Regions from separate parts of the Sus scrofa genome. Here region 2 is linked to region 1. The links are chromatin contacts, called in public HiChIP or PLAC-seq maps. All regions are on one chromosome and are shown on one strand. Each heading gives the region's core, a stretch centred on a gene start, on an enhancer-like site or on the middle of the called end of the contact. The rest is flanking DNA. Distances are from core to core; before and after follow the strand shown.

Region 1 (5,829 bases), core at 3,092-5,591:
ATTCACCTCACAGGCTTTGTTGTTGCCTTTTAAGTGGATGATCACATGAACAACTGGCATTCTGGTATGGGGACATAAAGCACAGCAGTCACACCTGCTTTCTTTCATTTCAGTGTTTCTAGGACTTACCTGGGTGATGACAGCTATAACTGGGATAGTTGCTACTGGGACCACTGTGTTTGTTATTGACAAGGTCATGGCTGTGATTCACAGTCCTGAGGAGTATTACTGGTTACCAGTTGCAGTTCTAACATAGCAGCTTATTAGCCATCTAACCTCAATAAGACAATAAAAATATTTGATACTTTAAAATCCCTCAGGGGAAAAAACAAACCTCGAATCTTTCCCATGTCAAAAGCTGCAATGCGTTAATAACTTACTTTTTTTCTACTTTGATGTTATAAATTTCATCACAGACTAATTTGAGGTATCTTTGCTTTGGCAGGCGTGACAACAGCTGCTTCACAGTTGTGTTAAATGCCTGTTCATCAGCATCCCACTAGGAAAAAATAGATAAGACTTAATCACTGGTACTAGGGTTTATTAACTGGCTTTTTCTGGGTGACTAATGAAATGTCAATGCCATTTCCCCCTTTAAGTATACTGAAGAGATCAGTTACAGGGAGAGAGAACCAGTGGGGAGACTGCTTGGGTTCTTTGAAGTATTGAGTTTCTCTCCAAGACCACCTTACTAGATCCTGATTGACAATGCTGCAGCCGCAGTGTGCCACTGTGACTTGTGTACCAGTTATTTCTGCCAACTGTTGACTTCATGTGAAATGGAGATACCACCTCTGATGTGAATATGAATGGCTTATAAAGCAGTAAACTGCTAGTACAGTGCTATGTGCTTATTTACCAGACAAGAGAATACCAATGGGGAAAGGGAAGGCGGAGAGTTAGCCTTTTTTTTTTTTTTTAAATAATTTTTACAGCCGCACCTGCAGTATATGGACGTTCGCAGGTCAAGGGTCAAATTGGAGCTGCAGCTTGTAGAAACAGTGGATCCTTAACTCACTGAATGAAGCCAGGGATCGAACCCACATTCTCACAGAGAAAATGATGTCGGGTCCCTAATCTGCTGAGCCACAAACAGGAACTCTGAGAGTAAGCTTATAAAAGAAGCTACAAGGGTATATTATATAGCTCAGGGAATATGGCCAGTATTTTATATAAACAGAGTATGACTTTAAAAAGACCCAGAAAATGGTAGTGTTTAATGTTAGTTCTGGGGCAAAATTCGTCTTTCATCTAATGTAATCTGTGACTACACATTCTGGATAGACGAAAGTATTTTTTGGTATGACATGTAAAAATCACCTCTAGGTTATAAACTTTCTTATAGCAAAGGTAAGTATAAAGATTTTTAAAAGTTCAATTAGGCTATCTGATAATAAGGGTATACCTGTAAAAAAAAAAAAAAAGCATAAAGGACCTAAATTAATTTAATTTTTACAAAAAGATCTCCATGTAGTTCTAGTTCTGCAAATGAGCTTCCCTGGTTAGAACAGTTTGTTTGAAGCAGAATAATATAGTGGTTAAGAAATCCTTGCTCTGCAGCTTCCTAGTTGGGTGACTTTGAATAAGATACTTAACTTCTCTGCTTCTGTTCTCCACAAAATGTAAAATGATTCCATTTATCTGTAAAATGGAGACCTGTAAAAAAGGTAATAATATGTATCCCTTGGGGTTGTTATGATTAAATGAGTTAATATTTGTAAAATGCTTAGAACAAGACCTTCCAGAGCCTAACACACAATAAAATCATCTCTGAGATTTTTTTTTTTTTTTTTTTTTTTTTTTTTTTTTTTTTTTTTTTTTTTTTTTTGTTGCTATTTCTTGGCGCTCTGGCATATGAGTTCCAGCTAGTTGAATCGAGCTGTACCACCCTACTCCAGACCACAGCAACGGGATCCGAGCCGCGTCTGCAGCTACACACAGCTCATGCAAGCTGGATCGTTACCCTGAGAAGAGGACCGAACCGCAACTCATGTCTAGTCGATTTTAACCACTGCCACGACGGAATCCATCTCTGAGATTTAAAAGAAAATCACTAGAAAAGTATGATTCCCTCAAAATCTGATTTGGTTATATATATATCACATAAAAGGAACACTATTACTAAATTCCTGGAACTGCCAGAAAAACACCTACTATCACTAAGAAAATGACATTTTCAATTTTCTTTAGACAAATTGACAGCAGAGCTTTGGGATTTTTAAAGGCCATCATGTAGAGGAGTTTGTCTTGCTTACCTCTAATGATAAAAACTGTAAGATTGTTTCCTTGGGTAGATCCACCTGTTATACACAAAAATGTACATCATGTCAGGGAGCCTAGCAGCACATATGGACTTGAGACTGTGGTGTCACTCTGGATGGAGCAACGTGAATGGGATGCTGCCTTGCTACTTTTGGGCCCTGGTTAAGAGATGAGACCTCAGCCCTGGTAAGCTAATATGCCCAGTCTCCTCACATTCCATTGGAAGGTTTGACACTGTTATCTGAAACATTTAGGAAAATGATGATTTTCGTTTTCACTACCCACCCCCACCACCTTTCAGGGGAAGAAAGTAGGAATAACAAAAAACCTCCCATTTTCTCCCCACTTCTTTACAGATTTAGACTACACGTGGTTCACAGCAGTGGTAACAGGCTTGCATCCCGTTGTTGCTGAAGCTGAGCAAAAGAGCCCTGACCTCTGAGGAAACTACTCTGATAGCAGAGCAAAAGTCATCCTCAAACTGTTGTTAAAGGACGTGACTTACAGCCAAAATTTCAATTTCACTGCTTTTCTGATGTAAGTTGGCAAGGGAGGTCTGAAGTCGAGTTTGTACCTGACAAGAAGAAAAGGTGTCAGAATTCAGAATCTGTTAAAGTGACCATCTTTCTTGCCATTTCTTTTTTTTTCTTTTTGCCATTTCTTGGGCCGCTCCCACAGCATATGGAGGTTCCCAGGCTAGGGGTCGAATCAGAGCTGTAGCTGCCAGCCTATGCCAGAGCCACAGCAATGTAGGATCCGAGCTGCATCTGCACCCTACACCACAGCTCACGGCAATGCCGGATCCTTAACCCACTGAGCAAGGCCAAGGATCGAACTCGCAACCTCATGGTTCCTAGTCGGATTTGTTAACCACTGCGCCACGACAGGAACTCCCCATTTCATTTTTTATTCCAAGAAACAGTCATGGGTGACAAACCAAAGCCTAGAAGGGATCCCAAATATATAACCTAAGGACTTGTTTTTAATCCAATTCGGAAAGATGATTGTCTAACTTATTATGATCTTGGGGGAAATGAGATTTTATAGCCTATCTTGATCATTTGTTAACTAATCCACCTAGCTGCTTATTTATAATTTTGAAATGACACCTAATAGATGCTCAATACAGTCAAATAGTGCGTGTGGAAGCAGGGAGATTTTAGTACTAAGCTAAATTTAGAAAAACAGGAAGGTGACAGTAGTGGGAACACAGAACTGAAATATGTTAGAAAGTTAATGAAAAATGAGTTTCCACCCAACATTCTGAGAAGCCAGCCAGGAAAGCTTACATAATGAGGTAACCTGATCTTTTGTATTTCAGTCTAATCCCATTTCTAAATAATGACTGATCTCTTTAACACCCTCTTCCCAAGTGAGGCCAGTGTCACAACCCTGCTCATTAGCCTGTCTGCACTGTCCTTTGTGCCCTCCCTTCCATTTGAAATACCCTCTTCTTTCCTCCCTGCCTGTTTAAATCCTTCAGGGATCACCTCCATGTAGTCTTTCTTGATCACCCATGCAAACGCTGACCTCTGTCTCTCTCTCATGTCTATATCACTCTCTAACACTCATTAATTCAGCATCCTATGACTTATGTCTTCCTATTCTCTAACTCAATAATGCATATGCTTCTAAGGATGCAAACTCTTCAAGGACTGGGGCAACATCACATCTTAATCTGTTTTACCTGGCACTTAGCACAGACTCAGGTAAATGGTGGAAACCGGAAACATGTATGCAATGAGAAATCTGCCTCAAGTTTTCTGAGAGATGTCTCTTGTTATTCACAACAAAAACAAACCCCACCTGCAATTAGAGCCGGATCAGAAAGTTTCTGTTTAGATCCACTAATTCTGACCAACAGCTGCTTTTAGGTGCCTACAGGGTATACTGACGCCTCTTTGGAGGACAAACGGGGCAGAATCCTGGCACCAGGGATGCTTTGTGATGATGAAATTTTCAGAAGCCACCAGGAAGTGGGAAGAAAAACATTTCCAGGAAACTGCTTCTTCTTTCCCTTTCCTGTTTTCTTCCTCTGTAGCTCACATTAGAAAGCTGAGGAAACTGACCACGTACCTGGGTTTCATATCGCCTCCTAGTGCTGGCTGACAGCTTCTCTGGGGCTACCACGCTCACAATGGGAACAACTGTTGCTCCATGGATTTCAAACAAACCTGAAAGAGAGTTTTAGAACTTATGGCCTTATATGGTCTCACTTTGTTTTTTTTTTTGTTTTTTTTCTTTTTGCCATTTATTGGGCCGCTCTTGCGGCATATGGAGTTCCCAGGCTAGTGGCCTAATCGGAGCTGTAGCCAGCCTACGCCAGAGCCACAGCAACGCAGGAACCGAGCCGCGTCTGCAACCTACACCACAGCTCACGGCAACGCCAGATCTTTAACCCACTGTGGTCTCACTTTCTGTAACACACCACAAAGATGACAGCGATGATTAGAAAACACTGGAGGGTGATTCTATGGACTAGATTCTATCTGAGCCTTGTTTTCTATCTCTGCAACTGCCTTCACTTGCTAAGAAGCCCAGAACTCCACCCATCACCCTCAGCTGTTTTGAAGCTTCTGTCAAGATCACCAGCCTTCTCTCCATAGGTGGGAGGTGACAGGCATAGGGGAAGCATTATGAGTCAAACCTCATGAACCTAAGGGAAAAGAAATCAAACTTAATATGCCCCAGACTCTAATACTTATTTAAATTCCTCAAAAGATTTGAAATCTGATGGTAACAGGAAGTCAGTGCTAACAGAAATGGACCCAAAAGACCCAATTCTTTTAAAGCCAAATATGTCTTCCTGTTCTTCATTGGGAACATTTTCAATCAGGTTGACAGATGTGAAACTAAAGGTGTAACTATCACTACTGTTCCCTCTTGGCTTTCTTGAAAACAAACGTATATAGTGCCTTTCCATAAGGCATTTCAAAATACTTGTCTTCAATCTTCTGGATGGGGAAAATTTATCCACATTTGATCTATACAATAAACTGAATTGAAGGGAGATTAAACCACTTGTAAAAAATAAGACAGGAAGACAGAGCTATATCAGGATCGGAAGAGTTGCCAAATTCCCAGTGGTTTCATTTTCTAAGATGTGGGTTTCAAAGCATAGGGATGAATTCAGTTTGGTAAAATTAATTGTATATATGTTACTTAAAAATATATATTTCTTTTTTTTTTTTTATTTTCCCACTGTACAGCAAGGGGGTCAGGTTATCCTTACATGTATACATTGCAATTACAGTTTTTCCCCCACCCTTTCTTCTGTTGCAACATGAGTATCTAGACATAGTTCTCAATGCTATTCAGCAGGATCTCCTTGTAAATCTATTCTAGTGAAAAATATATTTCTGATGCGGTGACTTAGCCACAGTCCTAAGTATTTAGAGCAAATGCACACAAGCATTGTTATGTTTAGATTACAATTAGTAATTATACCTGAAGCATTAGAAAATGACCCCTTCAGACTTTGTACTGCAAGATTATCGGAACCTTCTCTAAAAACAAGCAAACAAAAACAATTAGAATAAACAGTCAATGAGACAAAAGCAACACAGA
Region 2 (5,975 bases), core at 985-3,484, 1.3 Mb after region 1:
GACACCTCTGCCTGGAGAGGGGCCAGTGGGGAGAAGACGTGGCACGGTAAGATAGGAGAGCCCGGAGCCCACTTCCAGGCTCCCTAGAGTCAAGCCTTGTAATGGTCACATGTGGTCTGGAGGCCTTAACTGGAACCTGAGCCAACTTGCCAGCCCCAAGAGGACATTTGGATAAAGAGAAGAGGAGCATGTGGGCTGGGTGTGGACCCCCTGCCAGGGGCGAGGGGCCAGGGGCTGCTTCTCAGAAGCCGCAGAAATGAGAGGAAGCAGTAGGAGGTCCTTTGTGCTTCCTGAAAAGGCCGGCCTCTAGCAGAATCTCTACCAGGGGCCAGGCCAGAGGCGAGGCCAGCATCAGCAGCAGCAGAGAAGTAAACTCCGATGTGCCAGGAAGCACATGCCTTCCCTCTCCCAGAAAACAGCCAGCCGTGAAAACGGACTTCCCCACCACTGAGAGCTACCAAGGAAATCAGGATGCCAAAGGCAAGAAAATTATACTCAGTTATAAAATGCATTCCATGGGAGTTCTCCTTGTGGCTCAGTGGTACTGAACCTGACCAGGATCCATGCGGACTCGGGTTGGATCCCTGGCCTCGCTCAGTGAGTTAGGGATCCGGCGTTGCAGTGAGCTGTGATATAGGTCACAGATGCTGCTCGAATCCCATGTGACTGTGGCTGTGGCTGTGGCTGCGGCTGGAGGTTGCAGCTCTGATTCAACCCCTAGCCTGGGAATTTCCAAATGCTGTGGGTGTGGCCCTAAAAAAGACAATAAATAAATTAATTAAATGCATTACACTTTGTAGCCATTTGTGTTAGTTTTCCGCTCCTGCCATAATAAATTACCATAACTTTAGCAGCTTCAAACACAGATTTTTTTTGGTCCGAGTTCTGTGGGCCAGATCCCACAAAGCTCATGGGGCAATCGAGGTGTCAGCATGGTTGCGTTCCTTTGTGGAGGTTCTGAGGGAGAGTCCATTTCTTTGCTGGTCCAGGTGTCGGCAGTTTCTGGGGGGTGTGGGACTGAGGTCCTCATTTCCTTGCCAGCTGTCAGCTCAGGTCTCCCTGAGCTCTCAGAGGGCTCTTGCTGGTCATTCATGCCTCCCCTTGTATCTCAGCACCAGCGAGGCATCAAATCCTTCTCACAGCTTCTCTTTGGCCTTCTCCACGCTCACGTTTCTCTCTCTGGGCACTCCCAGGGAAGGTCTCCTGCTTTTACAGACTCGCATGGTTAGAATAGTCCACTCGATAATCCAGAATAACCTCTCCAGCACAAGGTCCAATGTGCTAACCACACCTGCTGAGTAAGGTAACATATGTGCAGGATCTGGGGATCAGGATGTGAACATCTTTGGAGACCTGTCATTGTGTCTTCCACACCATTATACAGTCAACGAGAATTACTTTATAGCAGGACCAGGGCTACCTGCTGGTTTAAAATGCCATTATCAGGGGCGTTAGGCTGCGGTGGGAAGTGGAGGGGAGGGGCGGCACACAGGGACATCTGTCCTTTGCAGTAGTTCAGGGAGCACCATTTACACAAAATCCAATATGAACTCTACCCACCATCCACTCATGCACCATCCTCTCACTCCCTTGGCTCACCAGCACTCACCCTGGTCTGGAGTGTGCTCAAGGTCTCTGAAGAGGTCATTGCAATTCTCAGGGAAGCTAAAGAGCCTAGCAGGTTTGGCCACAGCAGAAAGACCAAGAAAGGCCTGGACACAAATGCTGTTCCCACCCTTTCGCCTATTTCCTGATGTGGTTTCACGGTCCCCCAAGGGACAAGAGAGGGAAATGCCCAGGGTCCTCCAGGGCCCTTTGTAACTCCACATCAGAATATGGCGAGAAGGCAAAAACGTTGGTTTCTTACTAACTGAAGCCCCTTCCGGCTGAGGCTCCCTGGCCTATATTTCACGGCTCCTGAGCTCATGGGAGCCACTGACTTGCTGGTTTGTTTCTCAACCACAGTCATGGTGAGTCAGCACAGTGGTTAGCTCTCAGCCGGGAGGCCACAGCCCCCAGCAGAGCCCCAGGCAGACCAGCCTCCTGATCAGCCCGACCTCCATCCCTGGGCCTTACTGGGCTGGCTGGAACCCAGGGGCACACTGCACAGCTGTGCATCCAGCAGAGTGTACGGCTTCCAAAGCCAGGGCATGAAAGATGAAGGTAATGAATAAACCAGGAAAGGAGGCATCAGCCTGGTCCAACAAGCACTGGCTTGCATTTGGCCAATAGCACCTCAGGTTCATCTTGCCTTCCTCTGCTCTAGAGGCCGTGTCTGGGAGCCAGGCCCTGACAACTAGCATCCTTCCTGCACACACAGTCCACCTCACAGCCCTACAGTCTGGCCAGCCAGACTGCTGGGGAGGGGTGTTCAGTACCCCTCATTTAAAGGGCTCTTACTACTCATGCCACAAAACCCAAAACACCAGTGGTGGTCACATCTTCCTCTGACACTTCAAACTTGCTGGTGGGGAAGCTGTTTTGGTGGTGATGCCAAAACATTCCTCATTTTATCTTTTCTATATGCCTCTCCAGGGCTAAGTCACTGACAATAGCCCTGAGTGATACAAAACCAGTTGATAGCAGGAAGGAAACTGATCAGCAGCTAACTAGCTCCAGACGATAGCTCTGTGGCTTGGAAGACAAGTCTTACTCTAAAGGGCCCCCCCAGCCCACCCCAGACCTGAATTACTCTGGCAGCTCTTACAGGGAACATATGCCCCCTGCGTTTCTGCTTAAGGGTGTTGGCCTACAGCTAAGCCTAGGAGGGGGCTTTCCTCTCAGATCTGCCCTCAAAGAGCACCACTGCAGTGACCAGAATTGTCAGTGTCTCTAATCACATGCACACTTAACTCTAAGAACAAAGACTGGCAGAGGACTCTACTGCTGCTTATTGCTAGCAAGGGACAAGGTTATTTGACCCTGCGGAGTCTCCAATTGCTGATTACAGGTAGATGTGGCTTCTATTATTTAAGTCACATAATTCTCTCCTTGCTCCTGATCTACTTTGTGAAACATCCCTAGAAAACTCTGCACCTACTCAAAATACCCAATACGTGGGCACCTTTACATGTCCTACCAGCTTCCCCCATTTCAGCTTGGGTGCATTCATAAATAAGTTAATAGTTCAACTATATGACAAGCTCTCACATAAGAGGGATCATAGGCCTCGTCACCATCAGAACGAGAGAGATTTGCCCCCAAGTTTTGGCTACAAAGCTGCAGACATCATGTCAACCACCTGACATTTGGGGAATAGTGGCAAATCCTCTCTTCCTTCTCACTGTGGTGAGCCCAGGTCATGGATCCAGTCTCTTCACCGGGAATACAGGCTAGTCATCTTGAGTGCACAAAATGATAGCAAAAATAAAGTCACAGGTTGCAGAAGATCTTCAACTCAGGAAAGAAGGCGTTGGCTGGGAGTATCTGCTGTGTTGTGCCCCATCCAGGGATATACAGACATGTTGTGCCACCAGCTCTTGTCACCTGAGGATGTAAGTCAGTTCTCAGCAGGGGGAAAGTCTCTCGTACTGTCATGGGGATAGAGATTCATATATAAAGGACTGCAAAGGACAATTGATTTCTAATGAACTAGACCCAGAGTGACACTGAAAGATGGAAGGTGAGATGTTTAGGTGGGCAGGTAGTTAGGTAACATTGTTCCTGAGAGAGTCTCACATGTTCTGGGAAGGCAAGGCTCCTGGCACAGAACACCTGGGAAATTTCTCAGCTGTCCCATCACCTTTTATGAGTCTTGAACACAGGTGTCCATTTATGTCCTGAGATGAGTTACACCCCACATGTACCCTTGGAACAAGCTTGGCGCCTGACCCCTATACTCTAGCCCATTCGCCTTCTGTCTCTTCTTCCCACAGCCTGAGTCTGTTCTTACCTCAGAGGCCTTTCCTACAGTCTGTCTGGAACATTCTTCCCTGGCTCTCTAGATAGGTGGGTCACTCTTCTCGTTCAGGTCTCAGCTCAACCATCTCCCCTCAGGCCTTCCCTGATGCCCTCTCAGAAGCAGCCACCCACCCCAAGCTTTTGCCATCTCACCATCCTCTGTTTCTTCTTATGCTGTCAGGCACGATTTACTCTGGTTTGCTTATTTCCTGCCTCGTGTCACCCCACAAGCTGTGAGCTTCATGGAAGCAGAGCACTGGCCATCCTGTTCACTGCTGTGTTCCCAGGGCCTCAGATGGTGCCTGGCACAGAGTTGGCAGCTGACATTTGTAGAAGGAAATGTCAAAAGGCGTATTCAGGAGTTCCCACTTTGGCTCAGCAGTAAGAAGCCTAACTAGTATCCATGAGGATGGGGGTTTGATCCCTGGCCTTGCTCAATGTGGTTAAGGATCCAGTGTTACCATGAGCTGTGGTGTGGGTCACCGATGAGGCTCAGATCCTGCATTGCTATGACTGTGGCGTAGGCCGGCAGCTGCCGCTCCATTTTGACCCCAGCCCAGGAACTTCCATATGTTGTGGGTGCAGCCCTGGAAAAAAAAAAAAAAAAAAAAAGGCATATTCAGATGAATGACTTGGATGGACTGGTATGCCCTTGGGGGTCAGACTTGAGGGATAAAGCAAATAACTGGACTCCGGGGAGGCCCTCCCCAAGGGTGGACTCTGGCAGAGAGAGCAGGACCAGGCAGCAAGGCTTGGGTGTCCTGTGGAACAATCCAGATCAAGCATAAGGCTGTGTTGGGTTCCTCCCACCCCAGCCAGGACGAGGGCTGAAGCATCAAGTAATGAGGACCCTCCAAGCCCAGGCTGGAAACCCTGTGGGAAGATCTTATTTCCAGAGAGCTTCCATGAAGACCTCTGGGAGCAAAGTCACTGCAGCTTCAGAACATCTTCAAGTCAGCAGACTCACAAGAGTGTCCCAAGTGTGAGAAGTAACTATCAGGAGCCACAACCACTTTGGGAACCGCCCTCTCTCTGGACTTTCTGAGTTAATGAAGGTTGAGTTGGCATTTTCATTCCTTGTTGCTGAGAGCATCCTACATGATAGGGTCATACGGAAGTGGCAGAGCTGAGGCAAGTCATGCCCAACTCCAAGGCAGCCTATAGGAGCTCCCGTTGTGGCTCAGAGATGAAGAACCCAACACAGTGTCTGCGAGGACGCAGGTTTTTCATCCCCAGCCTTGCTCAATAGGTTAAGGATCTGGCATTGCCTCAAGCTGCAGCGTAGGTCGCAGATGCAGCTCGGATCCAGCATTGCTGTGGCTGTGGTATAGGCTGGATTCAACCCCTAGCCCAAGAATTTCCATACGCACGTGCACCCTTAAAAAAAAAAAATTTTTTTTTTGAGGAAGCCAGTAAAAGCCAAGAGTAAGAAGAGACTGAAAGATGACCAGGAGATTATTTGAATCAGACCACTGGGTTTCTAAACAGTTTTCAACTTGGATGAGAGGTAGATTGTTAAGGTTACCTATATCACCTTGATTTTCTCTCTTTTTCTTATTCAGCACAATCCCCCAAAATGAACATTATCTAGTCAATTGTCAGCTTCCAGTTTTAAAAAATAAAATTGGAAAGAAGGGGCAGATTTGAGGTTTGGAGAGTTATTGAAATTCACAGCTAAAATGAGGAATCTAGATTGTCTTGGATTTTTGGTTAAATGTCTAGTAAATCTCATCTAGGCAATAAACTCAGTGACTAATGAGCCTAACTCAACTGAATTGAGTCTTCAGTCATTTTCCATTTGGGGCATCCAAGTTAAACATTAGAAAGGCCCCTTTACCATTTGGTCACAGTAAAATAGTCAAATCTCCAGTGAAAAGTGGTCACCAGAAATATGTGTTTCTTGGGAGGTTCTTGTCATTTAGCCCTATCGAGGCAGCTATGCAGAGGGCTTGTTTGTTTCTACTAACCTGCAAAGCTGAGATGGCTAGAAATTTCCACAACAGTCCTAAGCAAGTGCTTGGGAGGTGATGGGAATGGAGCATCTGGTTGGGCAGTCACAGCATCTGGAAAGAGAA

What was found. HiChIP or PLAC-seq counts read pairs in DNA pulled down with a chosen protein or histone mark.
Region 2: an H3K27ac HiChIP or PLAC-seq map of alveolar macrophages shows a contact between it and region 1. The contact joins two enhancer-like sites.

What each region holds. Positions count from the first base shown.
Region 1 is chr1:131,245,915-131,251,743 of Sscrofa11.1, forward strand. It overlaps EIF2AK4 (eIF-2-alpha kinase GCN2), which reads right to left. Exons shown (of 38, transcript XR_002345552.1): 34 at 4,339-4,436; 35 at 2,768-2,836; 36 at 2,256-2,300; 37 at 381-499. It overlaps SRP14 (signal recognition particle 14 kDa protein), which reads left to right. Exons shown (of 5, transcript XM_003121602.6): 5 at 1-1,779. Among named protein-coding and RNA genes, the nearest start is that of SRP14, 7.3 kb to the left of the region's middle. Within about 2 kb of position 4,342, at least 2 of the 83 cell types and tissues checked have an H3K27ac peak or open chromatin away from gene starts, as enhancers often do. A contact at or near this core is called in alveolar macrophages, where this site is marked.
Region 2 is chr1:132,587,372-132,593,346 of Sscrofa11.1, forward strand. No RefSeq gene overlaps it. Among named protein-coding and RNA genes, the nearest start is that of RASGRP1, 110 kb to the right of the region's middle. Within about 2 kb of position 2,235, at least 16 of the 83 cell types and tissues checked have an H3K27ac peak or open chromatin away from gene starts, as enhancers often do. A contact at or near this core is called in alveolar macrophages, where this site is marked.